Regions from separate parts of the Hordeum vulgare genome. Here region 1 is linked to region 2. Evidence: chromatin contacts called from public Hi-C data. All regions are on one chromosome and are shown on one strand. The core of a region is the stretch at or near the end of the contact, and the rest is flanking DNA. Distances in the headings are between cores, read along the strand shown. Region 1 has its middle 71 kb from the start of LOC123411511. Region 2 has its middle 11 kb from the start of LOC123411502.

Evidence for each region. Hi-C and Micro-C count contacts between places; a contact is called where the count stands out from the background.
Region 1: a Hi-C map of leaf shows a contact between it and region 2, with 6 times the contacts expected there. The contact joins two enhancer-like sites. A contact is called at or near these places in 3 of 6 Hi-C or Micro-C datasets (leaf and seedling).

Annotation. Positions count from the first base shown.
Region 1 is chr1H:376,551,562-376,557,142 of MorexV3_pseudomolecules_assembly, forward strand. No RefSeq gene overlaps it. Among protein-coding and RNA genes, the nearest start is that of LOC123411511, 71 kb to the right of the region's middle. Within about 2 kb of position 4,275, at least 3 of the 3 cell types and tissues checked have open chromatin away from gene starts, as enhancers often do. A contact at or near this core is called in leaf and seedling, where this site is marked.
Region 2 is chr1H:376,319,081-376,324,637 of MorexV3_pseudomolecules_assembly, forward strand. No RefSeq gene overlaps it. Among protein-coding and RNA genes, the nearest start is that of LOC123411502, 11 kb to the right of the region's middle. Within about 2 kb of position 2,666, at least 3 of the 3 cell types and tissues checked have open chromatin away from gene starts, as enhancers often do. A contact at or near this core is called in leaf and seedling, where this site is marked.

The DNA.
Region 1 (5,581 bases), core at 3,025-5,524, 230 kb after region 2:
TAGTATGTTAGATTGTTATATGCTACTTTATGTTCTAGTCAATTATTTACTGAAATTAATCATAAATTTGCCTAATCTTCAACAAATCATGCGCATATGACCTTGGATGCAACTGTTTGAAGATGATAGTAAAGGCTACAGTATGTTGGAAGATGGTGGCATAGGCTACATTCAATCGGTATGGATGGCAGTGTATTAGTAGGTTGTGGTTTGTGTCATGTTACCCTATTATCGGTCGATTGGCTCAACATTCCTTTTTTTCTTTTTGTGTGTTTCGGATGTTCAATGTGATATTTTAATAAATATGATTGTGTGCACTATACAATGAACATGTGGGTGTGGGTATTTTGAACCTCCTTTACGACTGAATAAAAGGATGACGTGTGTATCGAGACCAATTGTGTGGGAAGTGAGCCTAGCTCAACTTGTTGTGGGAGTGGATGTACAAACTCAACACCTGAGTTCAAATCCTCACGGAGGTGAATTTAGGTTGCTATTTATTCTTGAGGACCACGCTTTCGTGGTACTCACTCATTTATTGAGGACTAGGATTGGTTCGTAACCGAGAATTAAAATCCTAGTACTCATACTTAAAAAGGTTGTGTGCATCCCTAGTTGGTGCAGAGGCCGGGGAATTGAAATTCTACCCCAATTTTTAGCTCACAGAACCACATCTCGCGTCTCTCGTGTCGCCCCCCATGTGGGTATCTCGGGAGATCTCATACGTCGCCTCCGCCTAGTCCTCCCAGGACGCCCACCTCCCCTCCATCATTACCGGTGGTCGGCGTCGGGCAAAGCGCGTGCGTCCGATGGTGGCGGCGGAGGGCCTCTCCTCCCTCCCTCAGATCCACGAACGGCACGGGCACCTAGATCCGCAGGGTGCGGCCCTCCCGACAGAGTGGCAAGTCCCGGTGGTGGTGGGTTTGCTGCGGTGTGCGTTGCCTAGATCCATGGGGTGTGGGTGTTCCGGCAGGGTGGCGGCTCACGATAGCGGTGACCTCAGCCGGTGGCAGGTTCGGGCGGCGGCATGGGTTGCGTGGTGGCGGATCCTGTTGCTCCGATCTTCATGGAGAATACTGGATCTGGGGCCGCGGCCCCTGTAGGCATGGAGATGGCGTCTTGGCCGCGTGGGTGGCGGATGGATGGCGTCTTGGCCGCGTGGGTGGCGGATGGATGGCGTCTTGGCCGCGTGGGTTGCAAGTTACAGGTAGATCTCCTCCATGTTGCAGGCTCTCGCCCGCTGCACTTGGTGGCTTGCGACCTCGGTCGTCGGCCTCGGTGCGTTCGCGGGAGTTGGTAGAGGTGACAGCGGACCGGAGGAAACTCTAGATGATTCGCTCATCTCGATGGTGGCGACGACCAAGGTCGATGTTATCCTTCTTGCAGGCGTTGTCGAGGTCCCTTCCCTCCACCCCGACCCCATGCCCTGGTGAAGACCCAAAATCTCTTCAGATTGGGCGGGGACGGCAATGTATGTGTCGTGTCCTTCTTGAAGGCGCCGCCTGGAGCGTTCGGGTGCTAGGTTAGAGAAACTACAGGCGGAGGGGATGGAACCAGTGTCAGCAGGTGGTGTTCGTATTGGAGGAGCGGCGTGGAATCTCGCACGTCAACAACATCTCGCGTCTCTTGTGTCGCCCCCCATGTGGGTATCTCGGGAGATCTCATACGTCGCCGCCGCCTAGTCCTTCCAGGACGCCCACATCTCCTCCATCGTTGCCGGTGGTCAGCGTCAGGCAAAGCCCGTGCCCCCGATGGTGGCAGCGGAGGGCCTCTCCTCCCTCCCTCAGGTGCACAAACGGCGCGGGCGCCCAGATCCGCGGGGTGCGGCCCTCCCGACGGCACGGCGAGTCCCGGTGGTGGTGGGTTTGCTGCGGTGTGCGTTGCCCAGATCCATGGGGTGTGGGTGTTCCGGCAGCATGGCGGCTCACGGTAGCGGTGACCTCAGGCGGTGGAAGGTTTGGGCGGAGGCATGGGCCGTGTGGTGGCGGATCTCGTTGCTCCGATCTTCGTGGAGAATACTGGATCTGGGGCGGCGGCCCCTGTAGGTATGGCGGTGGCGCCCTTGGTTGGCGACGCTCGCGGGTGACAGATGGATGGCGTCTTGGCCGCGTGGGTGGCAAGTTACAGGTGGATCTCCTCCACGTTGCAGGCTCTTGCCCGCTGCACTTGGTGTCTTGCGACCTCGGTCGTCGGCCTCAGTGCGTTCACGGGAGTTGGTAGAGATGACAGCGGACCGAAGGAAACTCTAGATGATTCGCTCATCCCGATGGTGGGGACGACCAAGGTCGATGTTATCCTTCTTGCAAGCGTTGTCGAGGTCCCTTCCCTCCATCCCGACCCCATGCCCGGGTGAAGACCCAAAATCTCATCAGATTGGGCGGCGACGGCAATGCATGTGCCGTGTCCTTCTTGAAGACGTCGCCTGGAGCGTTCGGGTGCTCGGTTAGAGAAACTACAGGCGGAGGGGATGGAACCAGTGTCAGCAGGTGGTGTTCGTATTGGAGGAGCGGCGTGGAATCTCGCACGTCAACAACGACGGATCTCGGCGGCATGGAGCAGCGGTGTCTCGACGGTGGGCGTGTGATGATAGACGAGCGCAGGATGGTGGTGTTGTCTGGCGTCGTGGTGGCGTTGATGGCAGATAGGCCTCGCAAGGTCGATGTGTCGGTACAACTCTGAAGATGGATTGATGGAGACGGTTGCGACGGCTTCTGAGAGTGTGTCGGACCGTTGTGCGCCCGAGACCCGACACTGTGGCTCGGTTGGGGTCTTTGGTTTTAGATGTTAGGCTATGATGCGAAGTTTGTTTGGTATTCGGTTCGGACTATCGACATCCCTTCATCAAGGATACGAGTAGTTACATATGTTGTCGAGATGGTGGCTTTAGATGTACTGATGTATTATTTTATAAGATCTTTGTGAATAATTAATAAAGTGGCTGCATGTATCGTCCAGATGCAGACACGGGGTCTTCCTTCTTTTCTAAAAAAATATAGACCAATTGTGTTTATCTGCAACCAAGGAAGGAAAATATCAGCTGAGCAACCAGCATTATCCATCAAGCCATGCAATCATGCACACACGGCACTGCGCCTGCTTATGTGCCGTTCTGTTCCGGGGCATGAGGTTACGCCACTTGCATATGAAGTCGATCTGCCAAAAGATTCAACAAAAGTTTGTGACAACGACTTGCGGTAAAGTGGTACCACAGCTACCACTGCTGAATATTCCGACTAGCTACGTAGCAGCTAGATGAGTTTCATCTTCCATGACCCGCACGAAACCGATTTTAAAAAGGCTGGAACTGGAGAAAAGTTAACGTGCAATTGGGCCAATAATTGTGCTAGAAAATTCGGTGAAAGCCTCTCCTGGTCCTCGCATTTAGCCAGATAGTCTTCATGTTAATAGTCTCAACAACTGCTTGGTTAGGTTCACGCCAAGGCCGAAACGGTGACATATTCAATTAGTACGTCGACGTAAGAAAACAATCCAACCATTCATGCATCCCGCGACGAACCGGACAACACAGTGATCTTTCTCTCTTTTCTAATGGTGAAATGCTTGTTAATTTCGGAAAGGGAGGGGTTAATTAAACGTAGGAACTACGGGTTTAACATCTAGTAGTCGGACTAGTATCCCTAACGCTTCTAAATCGCTTCTTTTTCAGAGCAAACAAAGTGCTGATGGTAGCTTGGAGCACGCACGGGTCATATATGCTGGAGGGTGGCACTTCGTTATCAGCAATCAGGAAAGAAATCAAGCTAAACCGACCGGTACTGCGATCCGGCTGGGTTCATCTCAAGTTCTCAACACGATATGTGGATTTCCAACCCAACCATTTTGTCAGGGCATTAATTGGGTATGCGGCCAATGGCTTAATCATGCACGCAGAGTATTCAACTCCGCTCCAGTTGGATCAACGCCGATGAAATTACGGGAAACAGCTCGACAAAGAAATCCTCCCCAAATTGCGACAACTGGATCACCAATCATCGGCAGTACTATGCACAAGGAAAACTAGTTGTCTGCTGGTTTACAAGCACATGATCAAGATATTTTGCAGCCCATTTCCCTGCCAGTAGACCCATGCATTATGCAGTTGGATCATGCGTGACAGAATGAGATTCACATGGCGCGAGAATGTGTTGGGCGATTGAGCATGGGAGAATCTGACTCGTGAGCTGGGGAGAGCAATCATCTGTGTATCCCTAGGAGGATTAGCTCGAACCTGGGCTCCTGATTAGGGAGCAGGCTCCCGGCAAACAGATGGCTACGTGCTAGCTCAATCGCTTGCCAGTCGACCCAACTAGCAAATCAATTAATCGGCTAATCACACGAGTCTAGGTGTTGGTGTTAACTGAAACTTGCATCGGATGTGATTAGGGTTCTGCGTTCTTTCACATCTGTATGAGTTTTTTTTCTGTTGCTGCCTTTAATACTGTAATGGTTTTTACATTTTTTCAGATAGTTGAATAGAACATCTCTCTCCGTCTCTGCGTACAGGGGCCGTAGTCCAGGCGATGTGACCTTGCCGACAGGTTTCAAGTATTGTCCAGACTAAATTACAATACCACACGCTAGTTTCTACATATAGATTAAATTTCCACGGGTCTGCTCTCACGCTATTTTTGATATAGTTTCAACTATTGACCAGGTTTCAATTACTAATTTTCATGTATACAAGTCCAAGGCACTCTGCTTACTTGGTCGAGTAAACTCATGTATCGCGGCTCTTCCAAGCTCGAGATCGCAAGACTGACATTTTTAAATGCGTTTCACTACACCGACTGAATCATTCATGAACTATATAATCATATATACTCAGGTAGACAGTTAAGCGTGTGCATGCTGGCATGCTGACTGGCTATCTGAACTTATAAATTTGGCAAAGCTCAAATCGGAGGAAGGAAACTATATAATGTTTTGCTCAAGTAAACTAAAAAGAAAGACAGGTAAGTAATTCTTGGGAAGAATAATTGTAGAGGATTCAACGCATAGAGCTGGGTTGCTGCTCAAGTCCGGCACACACACACACACACACACACATAATTAAGCATAGCAGACACGTCGTGGATCGGCAGGGTCAAAGCCGCGCGCAATTATTGAGCAAAAACTAATCAGAGGTAGGCTCGCTCACGAACTCTATCCGCGGCAATATTCCTCCTCGAATCCCCTCCTCTTTTGGGTATCTCCAAGGGCCGGTTAGAACAAACCCAATCAATCCCTCCCAGAACGAGCGATCGCGCTTCAGTGATTCTCCCATCGAAACGTCGATTCCATTCCGCCATTGACGATTTCCCTGCTCGATAAAGCAACCGAGAAAACGAAAGATCGGAGAGATGGTTCGTCAAGATATTAGCGCAGCACATTGACGTATCGGTCGTTGACAGTAACCGGAGGAGGCCGAGCACAAACGCGCGTGCTGTAGGTTCGGCCGGCGCATGCATGGAAAACAGCAGTGGTCATAGCTCGGTGAGCGGAGGACAATGGACGCCGAGGCGGCGGTGAAGGAAGACGACGACCCGATGTCGCTTCTTGCTGTTTGCTTTACCGCCGATCCCGGCGTGTGTGACCCGAGACG
Region 2 (5,557 bases), core at 1,416-3,915:
CGCCGGATGTTTCCTATTTGGCGCTTAAGCGCCCGTTTGCGAATGGGCACGTGAAGGCGCGTCTAGTTGGGCTCGGCCCATCTTGCCTTTTTTTTGTGGAACCAAAAACTTCAACGCGTCTCATGGTATCCGAACCAAGGACCTACTTGTCGTTCGCACAACGCGCTAGCCACACGACCTACATCACCTCATGTTTCTTTGAACACTCTTTTCTTCTTATGACTTTTTTTACCTTTTCATTTTTATTTAGAATGGGTTTTCATTTCTTTTATCCCTTTTCATCATTTGAACAAATTTTGGTTCAATTTTGATGAACTTTTTTTGGATTCATTGATCTTTTTTCCAACATTGATGAACTTTATCCGATGATCCTTTTTTCAAAATTGATGAACCTTTTTTAAAATCGATGAAGTTTTTTCAAATTCGATGATTTTTTCATTGAAAATCGGTGAACTCTTTCCAAATTTTATGAAATTTTTTGTAAATTGGATGAACTTTTTTCAAACTCGATGAACTTTTTCTAAAATCCGTGGATTTTTTTTGAATTCAATGAATTTTTTTTGAACTCGATGTATTTTTTAAAAATTGATGAACTTCTTTTGATAATCGATGATTTTTTTACAAACTTGATGTTATTTTAAAAGTCCAATGAACTTTTTCAAAATGGATAAACTCTTTTTAAATTTGATGATTTTTTTAAAAAAATTGATGATTTCTTTTAACTTTTGAACTATTTTTCCAATCAATGAACTTTTTTAGATCAGTTTTTGAGAAGTCAATGGTCAAACGGTTTGATCGATCAATAGTACTCCTCTGTCCCAAAATAACTGTCTCAACTTTGTACTAGCTCTAGTACAAAATTGTACTAAGCTTAAGACACTTATTTTGGGACAGAGAGAGTATTATTTTATGAGAACTTAACCGATCAACAGTAGGTTGCGATCGAGCGAATGGAAGCCAACAAGCGAAGTTGATTGTTGGACCGACCCACAAGCTCGAGGATGTGAGCGCCAGCTTACCGAATTGGAGCGAGCAGCGCCAATTAGGGGAAGTCCTATCTGTCGCTCTCTGCGGCAAATTACGGCCCGCACACATAGGAGGACATCCTAATAGGTCGGCCCAAGTTAGCGACCAACAACGAATCTGGAGACCACAAAAAAAGTGGAGTTATGTAGGGATAGAATGCTCCTAGGCCGGCCCAGCTTATTTTATTGTTTGAAAATAATAATAATCGGTTTTCTATTTTTTTCAAATTCCATAACATTTTTATAAATTTTGGAACATTATTTCAAATTCCGGTTTTTTATTCAAATTTTGGAACATTTTTTTGAAAAAACCTAAACATATTAGTAAAAATATCTGAACATTTTTTAAACTGCTAGAACATTTTTTAAATTTCGGAACATTGTTTAAAAGTCCGTAACATATTTTCATATCCGGAACATTTTTCCGAATTCCTTAACATTTGTTGGAAATTCCTGAACATTTTTTTAAATTCTGGAACATTTTTAAAAATTCAAAACATTTTCTCAAATTCCGGAACATATTTTCAAATTTCGGATTATTTTTAAAGTTTTGGAACATTTTTTCGAAAAATGCGAAACATTTTAGTAAAAATACAAGAACATTTTTTTAAATTCCAAAACATTTTTTCGAATTTCTGAATATTTCTTAAAATTCTGAAATATTTTTTCAAATTTCAGAAAAAAATTCAAATCCGAAACATTTTTTCAAATTCTGAAACATTTTTTGAAAATCCAAAACATTTTTAAAACAGAAACAAAAAAGTAAAATAAAGAAACAAGAAAACAAAAAAACCGGATCAGGAAATATTTTAGTAAGTTCCCAAAACCAAAAAAAATTGGCTGAAAATATTTAAATTTTCTCAAAACCGAAGGTGTTTGCATATAAATGGACCGACCCATTCCCAAACGTTAGCTGGGTGCATCTGTGCCAAGCCTTGACAGGACCATGCAGAGAGCGTCAAATAGGGATTTTGCCAATGCGAGCTCCTACCTGCCGCTCGATGCGGCAGGCAAGGGCTGCAACGCACAGGGACTAGCCCGAGTTGCGCCGACCCAGTTATTTTTTGGTTTCAAAAAAATTTAGTAATATTTTTCTGTTTCTTTTTTCCTTTTCTGCGTATTTTTTTTTCTTTTTGGTTCGGTTTTCTTTCCTTTTTTCCTTTTCTTTCCGTATTTGAAGCAAAAAAAAATTTAATTTGAAGAATGTTTTTTGAAAACCAGTCCATTTTTCGATTTACCTACGAAGTTAGGAAAATTATATATTTTTAAAATTTGGAACTTTTTTAAAATAAAATATATTCAAGATTTTAGAAAACTTTTAAATCAGAGAAAAAATAGTTTATGAAATTTCCAAAAATATTTTGTAAAACTTTTGTAAACTATAAACATTTTATTGAATTCGTGGACAAATTTAGAAAAAAAATAATATTTTTTGAAATGTTGAACAATATTTCAAAACATGAAAAACCGAAGGTGTTGGCTTAGGCCTTCTAGAGGTCTCAATTTTTCAAAAATCGGGTGAAAAATTCTAGAAGGTTCCCAAAACCGAAGGTGTAGCATATAAATGGATCGGCCCATTCCCAAACGTTAGTTAGGTGCGTCTATGCGAAACCCCGACAGGACAACGCGGTGAGCGTCAAATAGGGATTTCGCCAATTAAGAGCTCCCGCCACACCGTACGCTCTGCATGGTGAAGGTGCGCTCCTTCATTAGCACTCAGAACCACATCGATAATCTCTTATATGGGCCGGCCAATTGAGGCCTTTATTAATTTCGGGAATATATTTTGAAAACACAGGTTTGCTGGTTGTTGTTTTGTTTTTGCTCCAATTTTTACTCCTTTTATGTGGTTAATTAGTTTTTCGAATATATTGTTTTTCAAAATTTGTTTCTTACCTGTTTTCCAAGTTTTCTGATTTTTTAGCTCATGGGTGTTTTACCAACAATTGTATCTTTTAATTTGAGAACATTTCTTATCACAAACCTTTTTTGAACCATACAACATTTTTTTTGTCACCAACATTTTATGAATTTATGAACTTATTTAAAAATTATGAATATTTTGGAAATCTTGAATATTTAGCGAAATTTATAAAGATATTTCTAATTCATGAAACCTTTTTTGGATTCCTGAACATTTTTAAAATTCACATTTTTTTTTCAAATTTGCAAACATGTTGCTAAATTCACAATTTTTTTAGACCTGTTAACATATTTTTATTTCATCGATATTTTGTCAAAATTAGCAGAAAACGTTTTTTTCTTCCTAAACTACACATTAGTAGCATAGTAGTAAAATGAGCGTGAAAACATCCTACACCGAATACGCGAGTAGCAAGCGCACCCTATACGCCATACCGAAGTCTATTTCTCTATTTTCCTGGTTATATTCCTAGGGATGAGTGTATGCGCGTGTATATAAACGCTTGCGTCTATACTGTACTAAAAACGTATGTTCTGTTTTGTTTTCATTGTTTTTCCTTGGTTTTCGCGAGTTTTTCCTTCACTTTTTTCTTTTTTTATTGTTTTTTATTTTCATTGTTTCTCTTTCCTTTCCACAATTTTTATAATGTTTCTTTGTGTTTTTTCTTCCATTTTTGTATGTTTATTTGTTTACGGTTCTTGTTAGTTTTTAGAACGTTTATTGGTTGTTTCTAGTTCATCAATTTTTTTTTGTTTCTTTGTTGGTTTTCATCTTTTTGTTCTTTTTCGTATAGATGATGATTTTCTTTTCATATACATATAACATATATTTCTAAATACATATTTTTGATTTGTACATTTCATATACATTGTATATTTTTTGTACATATCGAAATAAAAAACATTATGTCTAATTTTTTTATTTTACAAATCTGCTTGGGGGAAGAAAAGAACGTGATTCCGCAAGAAATACATATTTGCATTTCATGTAAGCATAAAATTGCATAAGTGAGAGGTATAACTGTGCTTTTCGGGAAACCAAATGAGATCAATGGGAACAACTAGTTAGCGAGCGCTCATTCGCGAGCCTCCCAACAATCATTCCCACTCGTCGCCAATTGATGCATTCTCAGCCACCGTCATGTGTCGCGCTGTGAGCGTTTTTTCCGAATTTCTTTCTTTATTTATTTTGCATGCGTTTTTGTTTTTTAGATTTTTTCCCTGTTTTTTGGTGTTTCGATTTTCGCCGGTCTTTCTTATTTTTTTGACGAAATTTATTCTTAAAAAAAATTGCGAGAAAAAATGTGTTCTTTGTTTTTTTTTTGTTTGTGAGACACGGTTTTGCCTTCGCGAGAGGCATGACGTGCCTCTCGGAAACAAAAAAAAATGTGTTTCTTTTTGCAAGAGGCACGGTTTTGCCTTCACGAGAGGCACGACCGTGCCTCTCAAAAACGAAAACAAATGTTTTTTTTTCTTGCGAGAGACACTGTTTTGTTTCCGTGAGATGCACGGTTTTGCCTTGCGAAAAGAAAAAAACGTATTTTTTTTCACGAAAGGCACAGTTTTGCTTGTGAGAGGTACGATTTTGCCTTCGCAAGAGGCACGCCCGTACCTTTCGAAAAGAAAAAACATGTTTTTTCGTGAGAGTCACGGTTTTGCTTCCTCAAAAAGCATGAGTTTGCCTTCGTGAGAGGCACGGCCGTGCCTCTCGGAAAGGAAATAAAACACGAAAAACATATTTTCTGTTTTTTTCTTACCGCAAGGGGCATATTTTTTCATAAAAAATATTCGTTAAAACCTATCGACTAGGGATCTAGTTTTAAAGATCTCGACACGAGAATCCAACAATGAAAACGATTCAAGATTTAAACGCACGATTTAAAAGACAAAACATTTTAAAAGTACAGATATATGAAAAAAAACACATAGATTATGACAAATGACATGCATGAAATGCATCATTTGTCGTAACCTGAAAAGATAAAATTATCTTTAAAAGATGTACTCCTCAATTAATAATCTCGGAAATCAATACTTTCATGAAAGACATATATTTGGTTGTGCGGGAAGCACAGATCGGAGGGGGCACTTGTAACATACTCCCTCTGCATCTAAATATAATTTTTTTTGGAAAAATTAAACTAGTTCTCTCTAATTCCAATTATTTAAATGGAGAGGGAGTATATAATATACTCAGGTCAACACCATCTCCGTCAGCCAATAGCTCCTTACCAGCCCATAGTCCGCCCCTTACCAGCTCTGGCTCTGCACAACGTATTCGCGTTTCTGCACAATTATTTTCTTTGGAGCTGCCGTTTGGCCTCCGGGGAAAGCCGAGGCCGATCCGGACGCGACGCCTCGTACGGTCGTACCTCGTTGACACTTGGCTGTCCCTTTTGTTTAACCAAACTCCGGGATCAGCCCATAGCTCCGGGCGCAGGCGATCACCTCCCCGGAATCCACAAAACTAATAACGATAACGCGTCGCCACCGCCACCGCTCGCGTACCTACGTATGATCCAGGTTGCTGGCCTGCTGCTTCCCGAGCTCGCAGGACGGCGGCAGCAGCCATGCGCCATGGTGCACGGCGTTCATCTCCGAACGACCTC